Linked DNA regions of Sus scrofa: region 1 is linked to region 2. The links are chromatin contacts, called in public Hi-C maps. All regions are on one chromosome and are shown on one strand. The core of a region is the stretch at or near the end of the contact, and the rest is flanking DNA. Distances in the headings are between cores, read along the strand shown.

Evidence for each region. Hi-C and Micro-C count contacts between places; a contact is called where the count stands out from the background.
Region 1: a contact with region 2 is called in a Hi-C map of subcutaneous adipose tissue, with 2.1 times the contacts expected there. The contact joins the enhancer-like site here to the promoter of IL4R in region 2. A contact is called at or near these places in 13 of 47 Hi-C or Micro-C datasets (embryonic fibroblasts, fetal heart ventricle, fibroblasts and 6 more) and 2 of 2 datasets of contacts at active chromatin or transcription factors (alveolar macrophages and skeletal muscle).

Annotation. Positions count from the first base shown.
Region 1 is chr3:19,629,620-19,634,947 of Sscrofa11.1, reverse strand. The region is part of intron 2 of NSMCE1 (non-structural maintenance of chromosomes element 1 homolog); the gene reads right to left. Among named protein-coding and RNA genes, the nearest start is that of NSMCE1, 22 kb to the right of the region's middle. Within about 2 kb of position 3,702, at least 38 of the 83 cell types and tissues checked have an H3K27ac peak or open chromatin away from gene starts, as enhancers often do. A contact at or near this core is called in alveolar macrophages, liver, mesenteric adipose tissue and 3 more, where this site is marked.
Region 2 is chr3:19,549,914-19,554,706 of Sscrofa11.1, reverse strand. IL4R (interleukin 4 receptor) reads left to right here and starts at 2,812. Exons shown (of 9, transcript NM_214340.1): 1 at 2,812-2,881. The coding sequence starts at 2,812.

The DNA of each region.
Region 1 (5,328 bases), core at 2,453-4,952, 79 kb before region 2:
GCACAGCTACAGTGGCCAGTGAACTGTGCTGGGAAGAGCAGGGGTGGAAGGGGTGCTGTCTTTTTTCAATTTTGTTTTTATTTTTGGTTGAGGAGGGCAGCGGCTTGAAGTGGGATCTCAGTTCTTGGACCAGGGATTGAACCTGGGCTGCAGCGATGAAAGTCCTGAATCCTAACCCCTAGGCCACCAGGGAACTCCCGAGAGTTCTTTTATGTGGCAAATATATGAGACGAATAATTCTCTACATCTGTACATCAATCCACTGTGTGCCACGGTGCTGCTCAGGATCTCATCAGACCCAAGGTGAGCCGGGATGTGGTACAGTCTGCTTTTCAAAAGAGGACACCACGGGTCCGACAGGTTAAGGACTTACCGAGGTCAGAGGGCTGGTAAGTGACAAAGTCTGAACCAGAAATCAAACATCTGGCACAGTGACAAAAGGACTTGAGCATTCAGTTAAAAAAAAAAAAAATTATTTCTCAGATATGCAGTGAGGTCTGAGAATTACGTCAAAATGTTATCGGGTGAGTAGTCAAGAGTACAGATTAAATAAGATTAGTCATGAGTTATTATCATTTTAATTAGAGGAGGACTACATGGGGCTGCGCTGTGTTATTCTTTCTTCTTTCCTTTTTCCATGATAAAAGTTTAAACATTTTTTCATGCTCAACAGTATATAACTGATGCCTTAGCCCCCAGGAGTCTGAATCAAAAAAAACCCCCCAGAAAAACGACAATGTCCTGTGACAATGGAGATGAGCTCAGGGCTCTGAGGATACAGGCGGAACAGCTTTTAACAAGGGGCTGTTTTAAAATCTGTTGTTGACAGATCTGTCTCCAGGTATAGAGACCATTTTTTTTCAAGACCAAGAGATTATTAGTTAGGAAGTGTACTCCTTGGCCTTCCTGTGCATAAAACTGACTTTACAGCACTTGGCAGAGGTCCTGCGTCTCGGCCGCATGCCGCAAGCGCCCTAAAACCCACGACGACGTTGCCTGAGTGACACGGGGCCAGACATCTGCAATCCCTATCAGTTCAGTAAACTAAACCTACCCATCAGCCACTCCCCTGACCAGAGGTCTACCGGCCAGCACTTTTGGCAGGGCCGACCCTTCATCGTGATGGCACTGAGGCAGGACAGAGTCCAACTTAGCGGGGGAGTCATCACAGAAAGCCAGACCGCTCTCAGCAGAGCTTTACTGCTGAGGTTGTCCAAGTGCAGTTCGTTTCCACCTCGGAGAAGAGGCGGGCCGGCTAACACTGAGATGCCTGCCGGCCCCCGCCCTGCCCCCCGGGGAACCACGAGGAGCTGAGGAAGGGCTGCGGGGAGCAGCTCTGCTGTGTGCCTGTGCCGAAGCTTCTCCCAGGCTCATCTGAGCAGGGCCTATGGAGGCTGACGAGCCAGGTGCCCACAGAGGCCAGGCGGGGAGTAGAGAGGTGGACAGCAGCGGTCACAGAGGGTGAAGTGAAGAGGGGTGTCCCATTGACAGAGGCATGGCTCTTCCGGTCTAGCCACGTGCCTACTATTTGGATTTTTATCAGCAATCTCCTGGTACTTGTTTTTTTTAAACATGGTAATTAACACTATAATCTAGCCACGCTTGTACGTGAGATCCCAATGATACTCTACCAGTTTTCTTTTTTTTTGTTTTTTGTCTTTTTAGGGCTGCACTCGCGGCATAGGGAAGTTCCCAGGCTGAGGTCCAATCAGAGGTGTAGCTGCTGGCCACAGCCACAGCCACGCGGGATCAGAGCCACGTCTGCGACCTATACCACAGCTCACGGCAACGCCGGATCCTTCACCCACTGGGCAAGGTCAGAGATTGAACCCTCATCCTCATGGATACTAGTCGGGTTCGTTAACCACTGAGCCACGACAGGAACTCCAGTTTTCAAATTCTGATGTGGGCTGAAACCTTGCCATAAAGAGATTATGGAGGCCACTCTGTCCCCTGACGAACCAGATAAGGAGGGGCTGTGGTTTCTCACAGAGGCTGGACAGTGAACAACTCAAAGGAACAGGCTGTGTCACACTCACTCTTCGGAGAGACTGAATTCACAAACACATATCAAAACAGGACTCTGACTCACAATCTGCAACCCAGCAACCAGCTCAGGGAGCCACCCTTTATCTCAACTGACCAGCCCACAAAGCCAGCCTGCCACCTGCAAGTCAGACTGGTAGGCAGTCAGACCACTATTTCTAGCAACCGATCCAGGAAACAAACAATAATCCCTGTAAATAATCGGCTCAAAAATGACCAAGTCTTGATTACTAATTGACAGCACCCCTAATTCTTGTCCCTGCTTCCGACTTAGGACCAATCAGAGAAAGGCAGGTTCGCTCCCCTAACCAATCACAGGACGTCCTGCTTCTAGATAGCCCGCCTCCAGCTTCCCAGGGCTGATGGCCTCCAATCAGGACACAGCGGGAGCCTCGCCTTTTCTCCGCTGTAGAGCTTTTCCACTCCTCTGCCTGCCGTCAAGTCTCCAAAACCCAAGCAGAGGCAGTCCTTGCTCGAGCAAGCTCTGAACAAACAGCCCTCGTCTGTTCTCGTTTGGGTGGTCTTCGCTATGGCCACACTTTGTACGCGTGGGGCTTGTTAGGAAGGTGGCTGGATGGCTTGTGCAGGCCTGCGGGGTCGTCGGAAGGATGGCTCTGGCCACTTCTATCAGGTCACTGCACCTTTCCTCTGAGTCCCCAGCAACCTGCCCCTGGAGTATGAAGCAGCCTCCTATGGTCTCCCTGACTTGTCCTCCACCTGCAGCCAGGCTGGGGCTGGGCACCCCCACCTCCACCCCCGCATCACCTTCCCCAAACCAGAAGCCAACCAGTGGCTCCCCTCACCCACACCTGCACTGCGGGGCGGCCCCCTGGCTGTACACGCAGCTGGCGCCGGCTGTTTCTGTCACTCACACCCATCTCAGCACCTGCACTCGTGATCTCCTTCCGGAGGATATGGGGACCACACTTTCTGGATTCTCTGAGAATATCCCAGCCTCAGATTCAGCCTTGGAGTTCCCACTGTGGCGCAAGGGGATCGGCGGTATCTGGGGAGCACCGGAAGGTGGGTTCGATCCTTCAATCCTCGGCCCAACACAGTGGCTTAAGGATCTGGCGTTGCTGCAGCTGCAGCTTAGGTCATGACTGTGGCTCCGATCTGACCCCTGGCCCGGGAACTAACTCCATAGGCCACTGGGCAGCCAAAAAAAAAAGCGGGGGGGGGACGTGGCCTTATGGGCTACATGACAATTTCCATCACACGACCCACGACCTCATGGATCTTCTGAGTCAGCACACCTGCCCCCCAGCCCCAGAATGTGCAAGGAGATGATAAGGCCAGGGACCCACTAGGAAGGGAAGGGCGCGCAGGGAACTGGTAGCAGGAAGTACTCTGTGCCAGGTACTTCACACAAGTTCCCTGTTTAATCCTCACAGCTTTTCCATGAGGTAGATAAGACTTCCTTTATAAAACAGAAAGCTGAGACTCAGGAAAGGAAAAAAAAAACAAATACACTCTCCTAAGTCCCTGATTTGAACCCAGGTCTTCAGGCCGTTCCCACCCCTGCCAGTGGTGCGTCCCCTCCCAACTGAAGAGTCCCCGCCCCTCCCAACCCTCCTCCAGCTGCACACACAGCCAGCCCTGTGGTCAGGATCCAGCACAAAGTGCATTCCAGACCCGATGATGTCCACACGCGGGAGAGTGTGAAGAACGCAGGGGTTGTACTTGCCAGGGCCGTCCAGCCTTGGCTTCCTGAGCCGCAAAGTCATCAAGGGGGCGCTGCGACTTGGGACACAGCGAGTCCCTCAAGAGCCAGAGATGCGAAAGCAACACTTTTGCTTCCTCCGTGGTTGCAGGGCTTCCAGAGCCCAAAGACTCCTGGCTGAGCACGTCACAACTGCCTGTTGTGAAATTCTGTATGTTGAGAAACGCATAGAGTCACCTTTAAGATGTTACTTTTCATGCTGATTTTACGCGGCTTTTCGGTGCGGATCATAATAAGCCTGATCCCCCTTGATCAGTTGGAAACGCAGGCAGGCTTGACAGCGGGACGCTCATTACCTGTTCATTACAGCCAAAGGGGAGAAAGGCACAGTGAAATCGTCAAAAGCAGGAGGAAAAAGGGATTTGGAGCCAGGGTCCGTCTCATCCTTGCCGAGGGCTCCTTGGGAAGAGAGGGTGGGTACCAATGTGACTGCAGGTACAGGACGGAATTACTAAACTGTACGGTCAGCAGCATCACTGACTCATCCCAAATGCACGCCGTCCAGCCCTGTGCCTGAGCCCAAGGGAGCAGACATGGTCGTGCAAATCCGCATGAGAAAAACACAGCTAGGGCGAGGGCAGATGAGAGGTGTGACAAAAACGGAAAATATCTGTCATCCCCAGTGTTCCTCTGACACTTCGTTCCCTAATCTATTTTTGGCACATGCATTTCAGTTCACTAGTGCTTTGCCTGAACATTGTATTACTTATTCTGCTCACTGAAATAATGTCATCGGAATTTATTTATTTATTTATTTATTTAGCTTTTTTTAGGGCCGCACCTGCGGCATATGGAGGTTTCCAGGCTAGGGGTCTAATCGGAGCTGTTGCTGCCAGCCTACACCAGAGCCATAGCAATTCGGGGTCTGACCCACATCTGCGACCTACACCACAGGTCACGGCAACGCTGGATCCTTCACCCACTGAGCAAGGGCAGGGATCGAACCCACCACCTCGTGGTTCCTCGTCGGATTCGTTTCTGCTGCGCCACGACAGGAACGCCATCGTCTTAATTTTTCAATCTAAGATTTTGGATGGTTCACCTCATTTGTCCTTGGGACAACAGACGATTTTAAAACCCACTGAAGTTAACAGAAAACATAACAGTAAAGGACAATTCATCACCAAAGGTTAATGCTGGAGAGCAGAGCTCAGGACTTCACAGCAACCTCGCGGCCCCTTAGGAATGAGTGAAGTCAGAGAAGAAACACCAATGCCTGCTAAAACCGGGGGGTGGGGGGGTTTAAAAGGGGGTATTTACTTTGTCCCAAAGTCCCTCCCTGCAAAATACTTATGAATCACAGAGGAAAAAGAGTCACTTCACAAGCGGAGAAGCCCGGCTGGCCCGATCCTCATCAACACTGTACATCGCCCGAGAGGGCACAGAGAACGCAACCCCATTTCTCGATGAGTTCTGCCAAATGAAAAGCATAAACTGAAATCTATGAAAAATCAAACGCACGGTTACCATAGAGGAAAACGTGGCGAGGGGTGAGGGGTGGGGGGGAGGAAGGGATGAATGAGGAGGATGGGAATGACTCACACACAGCACTGTCTACG
Region 2 (4,793 bases), core at 1,563-4,062:
GGCTGTGGTGTGGGCCAGCAGCTGCAGCTCCTATTTGACCCCTAGCCTGGGAACCTCCACAGGCTGTGGATGTGGCCTTAAAAAAAAGAGAAAGACCAAAAAAATTATTTCTTCTTGTCAGGTGCCTTACCTTGATCACTTGGTACTTATTCTCTTTAATTCCTTTACTTTCTGCGCCTTTGTCCTCCATCCCCCGTGAAGTTCAGAGAGGCCTTGCTGCTGCCTCTGAGCCATGGTTTCCCCTGTGAGGCAGCACCCGCCCATCCTTGTGAAGCCAGTTGTGAGCATGTGCGCGTGAGGGTGTGGGAGTGGGTGTGTACCCTCCTAAGTCTGGTTGTGGCCTCTGAAACAGATCAGAGATAACACCCTGGCCGCTGTAGACGTCACGGTTTAGTGTGCCCTGAGGACGTTGCTTGATGCCCTCACACGTTTTGGGAGGACTTACCATGACAGCCCTTCTGCTGGGTGACTTTGAGCACAATTTTTTTTTTTTTACGGCTACACCCACGGCCTGTAGAAGTTCCCAGGCTAGGGGTCAAGTCTGAGCTGCAGCTGCCAGCCTACACCACAGCCCCAGCAACTCGATCCAAGCTGCGTCTGCGACCTACGTCACAGCTCACGGCAACGCCAGATCCTTAACCCACGGAGCGGGGCCAGGGATCGGGGCCAGGGATCGAACCCAGGGATCGATCCTGGATCCTAGTCGGGTTCATTACCGCTGAGGCACAACGGGAACTCCTCGAGCATATTTCTTGATCTCTCTGTTTTTCTTTATTCAAAACTGGGGCTAGAGTGACACCTTTGCCATCGTGCTGCAGGATGCTGTGGGGGTCCGTGATTTCGGGAGAGGGAAAGTGTCTGGGTCTTGGGAAAGGAAACCAGCATCTCGGCCCCACCGCCCCACCCCCACCCCTCCTTCCTTGGTCTTCAGGGCAGCTCTGCTGGAAAGGCAAGTTGGGGTTTTGAGTGGATACCAAGTCTTTGAGCCTTCCAGCCCCGTGCCGAGTGCCTGATCAGCCCCACATCATGTCACATCATGTGATTGTATTCAACAGATATTTCTTGAGCACATGCTGCGTGCCAGGCATTGTCGCAGGTACCAGGAGTTTGACGCACAATTGAAAGAATGGTCTGCCACTGACCTTTTGCCTCCAGGGCACTTTTTTTTTTGGCGGGGGTGCCGCACTCACAGCATGTGGAGGTTCCCAAGCTAGGGGTCTAATCGGAGCTGTAGCCACCAGCGTACACCACAGCCACAGCAACGTGAGATCCAAGCCACATCTGCGACCTACACCACAGCTCACGGCAACGCTGGATCCTTAACCCCCTGAGCAAGGACGGGGATCAAACCTGCATCCTCACAGAGACTAGTGAGATTTGTTTCCACTGAGCCACAATGGGAATCCCTGTGGGGCACTTTTTGAAAGGAACAGGCTACTTCCTGTACAAACTGTCCCTGAGCCTGGGCTTGTCTGATGCTTCCACGTGACTTGGGCGGGGCAAGGAGGGGCAGGAGACCCAGGGAAGGGATGTCACATTCTTTCAGGGGCTCTGTTTTCAGAGAGGTCATGACCTTGATTTGTCCCAATCCCCGTCATGTTAACACTGACCATTTGGTTAAGGTGATGTCTGCCAGGTTTCTGTAAATAAGATTCTATACCATTATGTATATAAAGTATTGTATATCAAATATATAAAGTTTGAGGAGTTCCCATTGTGGCGCAGCAGAAACAAATCCAACTAAGAACCATGAGGTTTCCGGTTCAATCCCTGGCCTCGTTCAGTGGGTTGAGGATCCGGCGTTGCCGTGAGCTGTGGTGTAGGTCTAAGACATGGCTCGGATCCTGGGGCTGTGGTATAGGCCAGTGGTTACAGCTCTGAATCGACCCCTAGCCTGGGAACCTCTGTATACCATGGGTGCGCCCTTAAAAAGCAAAAAAAAAAAAAAAAAAAAAAAATTAGTAAATATTTGACTCATTAATTAATAATAATTAATATGAGTTTGTGGAGAAACCCTTAGAGGCTGCTTGATGCAATAGAGCTGTTCCTTCCCCCCAGTTATTCGTCCATATCACTGCGCGCCCTGCACCCCCACTTTAACTCTTAAGGGTTACAGCTGGTTATGGTACTAGTCATTGCCATACTCTGGTTTTGCCAGTTTTGGTCAATAGACGCCTGTTCCAGCAAGTTCCTGGGTCTTTTCTAGAGATCCGTATCCATCATTCCTGGAGCACCTTTTGAACTTCCAAAAAAATCTGAGGGCTTGCTCCGATTTAGCAGACCATGGGTTTCTTTCGAGAAGTGTCTCTCTCTTTTTTTTGTTGTCTCTTTGCCATTTCTTGGGCCGCTCCCATGGCACATGGAGGTTCCCAGGCTAGGGGTCGAATTGAAGCTGTGGCCACCGGCCCACGCCACAGCAACTTGGGATCAGAACTGCGTCTGAGACCTACACCACAGCTCACAGCAACGCTGGATCCTTACCCCACTGAGCAAGGCCAGGGATCGAACCCGCAACCTCATGGTTCCTAGTCGGATTTGTTAACCATTGCGCCACAAGGGGAACTCCTCAAGAAGGGTCTCTTGGGACAGGTGTTCTGTGGCTCTGACTCTGGGCTTGGTGAGGCTGTGTTGTGTTTCAGGACCGTGCGTTTGAGCTCTGGAGCACATGGTGGGCTCATTGTTGGCTGGGGGAGGGTTGTACTTGGAGTAAAGTGAGCCCTGAAACCTGCTCAGGGATGATGGGGATGGTGGGAACCGTGAGTCAGCACTAACCAGCTCACTTGCTCTCAGCAGGCGCTGTAGGAGCTCCCAATGGGGTGCCTGTGCCCTGGGCTCACGTTCTCCGTGAGCTGCCTGATCCTGGTGTGGGCAGCAGGCTCTGGTAAGTCTTCCCTCCCTCCCTCCCTCTTTTCCCCCTCCCCTCCCCTCCCCCTCCCTCCCCTTTCCCCCGCCTCTCCCCCTCCCTCCTCTTTCCCCCCGCCCCCTTCCTCCCTCCCCTTTCCCTGCCCCCTCCTTCCTCCCCAGTTCCCTCCCCCTCTCTCCTTCCCTTCTTCACCCTTCCCCCTCCTTCCCCTTCCCCTTCTCCTTCCCCCTCCTTCCCCTCCCTCTCCCCCTGCCCCCTCCTCTCCCCCCTTTCCTCCCTTCCTTCCAAAACCTTTATTGATTATTTACACACCAGGCTCCCGGGATAATCAAAGAACAAAGCCCAGATCCCCTGGCCTGGAGGGGAATGCCTGGTAGTGGGAGGGGACAGGCCATGGCAGAGGGTGCTGATTTAAGGAAATTCTGAAGGTCATTCGAAGGTGATGGCCACAGACAAAATAGAACCACCAAGCCAGGAGGATTGGGAAAGCTGGGTGGGGTCGGAGGATTGCAATTTCAGATACTTGCTCAGGGCCCCGTCCTCTTGGAGTCCCAGCTGAGCCAAGATCAGAAGAAGGGGAGGCAGGAAGATATTGGGGGAGGAGCGTGCTCAGCAGAGGCCCTGAGCCCAGAGCCTGTCTGGGGTGTCGGGGAGACCGAAGGAGGCGGGAGTGGGGGAGTCAGTGAGCAGGAGGAAGGAAGAGCTGGAGACGCCTAGTAATGGGGCGACGACGAGGCCAAGGATTTGAGCAGAGGAAGGACGTGCCCTTTCACTTTACCGAGGGTCCCTCTGGCTTTAGCAGAGGGATGGGAGCTGGAGGCGGGGCGGGGGGCGGGGGCACCGCCGGGGGAGGCACTGCTGGGTGACTGGGACCAGCAGAGGAGATGAGCAGGGCACTGGCTTTTGAATCCCTCTGAAAGGTAGATTTGAAGACAGATGGGAGATGGGGGTAAGGAGAGCGAGAGGTGGCAAGACTGATCCCCATTTTTCTCACCTGAGTGATGGGGAGAAGGGACACAGTGTCATTTCTTTCTTTCTTTTTTTTTGGGGGGGGGATGCTTTTTAAGGGCTGCACCTGCCGCATATGGAGATTCCCAAATTAGGGGTCGAATCGGAGCTGTAGCCGCCAGCCTACATCACAGCCACAGCAACGCCAGATACGAGTTTGTCTGGGACCTACACCACAGTTCACAGCAACGCCGGATCCTTAATCCACTGAGTGAGGCCAGGGATCAAACCTGCGTCCTCGTAGATGCTAGTCAGATTCTTTTCTGCTGAGCCACGACGGGAACGCCGAGGGTGTCATTTCTGAGATGCAGAGGAACGTGTGTTTTGGGGGGATGGGGGAATCAGGAGTTAATGTTGGGACATGAGGTGAGTTTGGGATATTTATTAGAAATCAAAGACTCCTTAATGTGGGGAGTCCTTTATCCCGGCAACAAAGACAGGTGTTTCTTGTTTGGCTTGGGGTTTTTTTTTTTGTCATTTTTCATTGCCCTGCAGCATATGGAGCTCCCGGGTTAGGGATCATAGTCGTAACCTAAGCCGCAGCTTGACAACACCAGATCCCTAACCCACTGTGCCAGGCCAGGGAAGGAACCCAAGTCCCAACAGCTCCCAAGATGCTACCGATCCCATCGCGCCACAGCGAGAGCTCCCAAATGCAGATTGATGTGAGCTGGGGTGGTCCCAGGGCTGAGCCCTGGAGCAGGAAGTCACCTGCTGTCCACAGCTCCCCCAACCATTGGGCAAACCCAGGGTACATCTGGCTGGGTTCAAATCCCAGCTCTGCCTCTGACTCGCTGGAAGAAGTTCCCAGCCTCTCATCCCAGCCTTCAGTGTTAGCTGAAGCCAAAGGATGAGAGGCGACAAGGCCATGAAGTCAGTCTCTGGTGCTCAGAGTGCGCAGAGAAGGCTGGAAGATAGACCC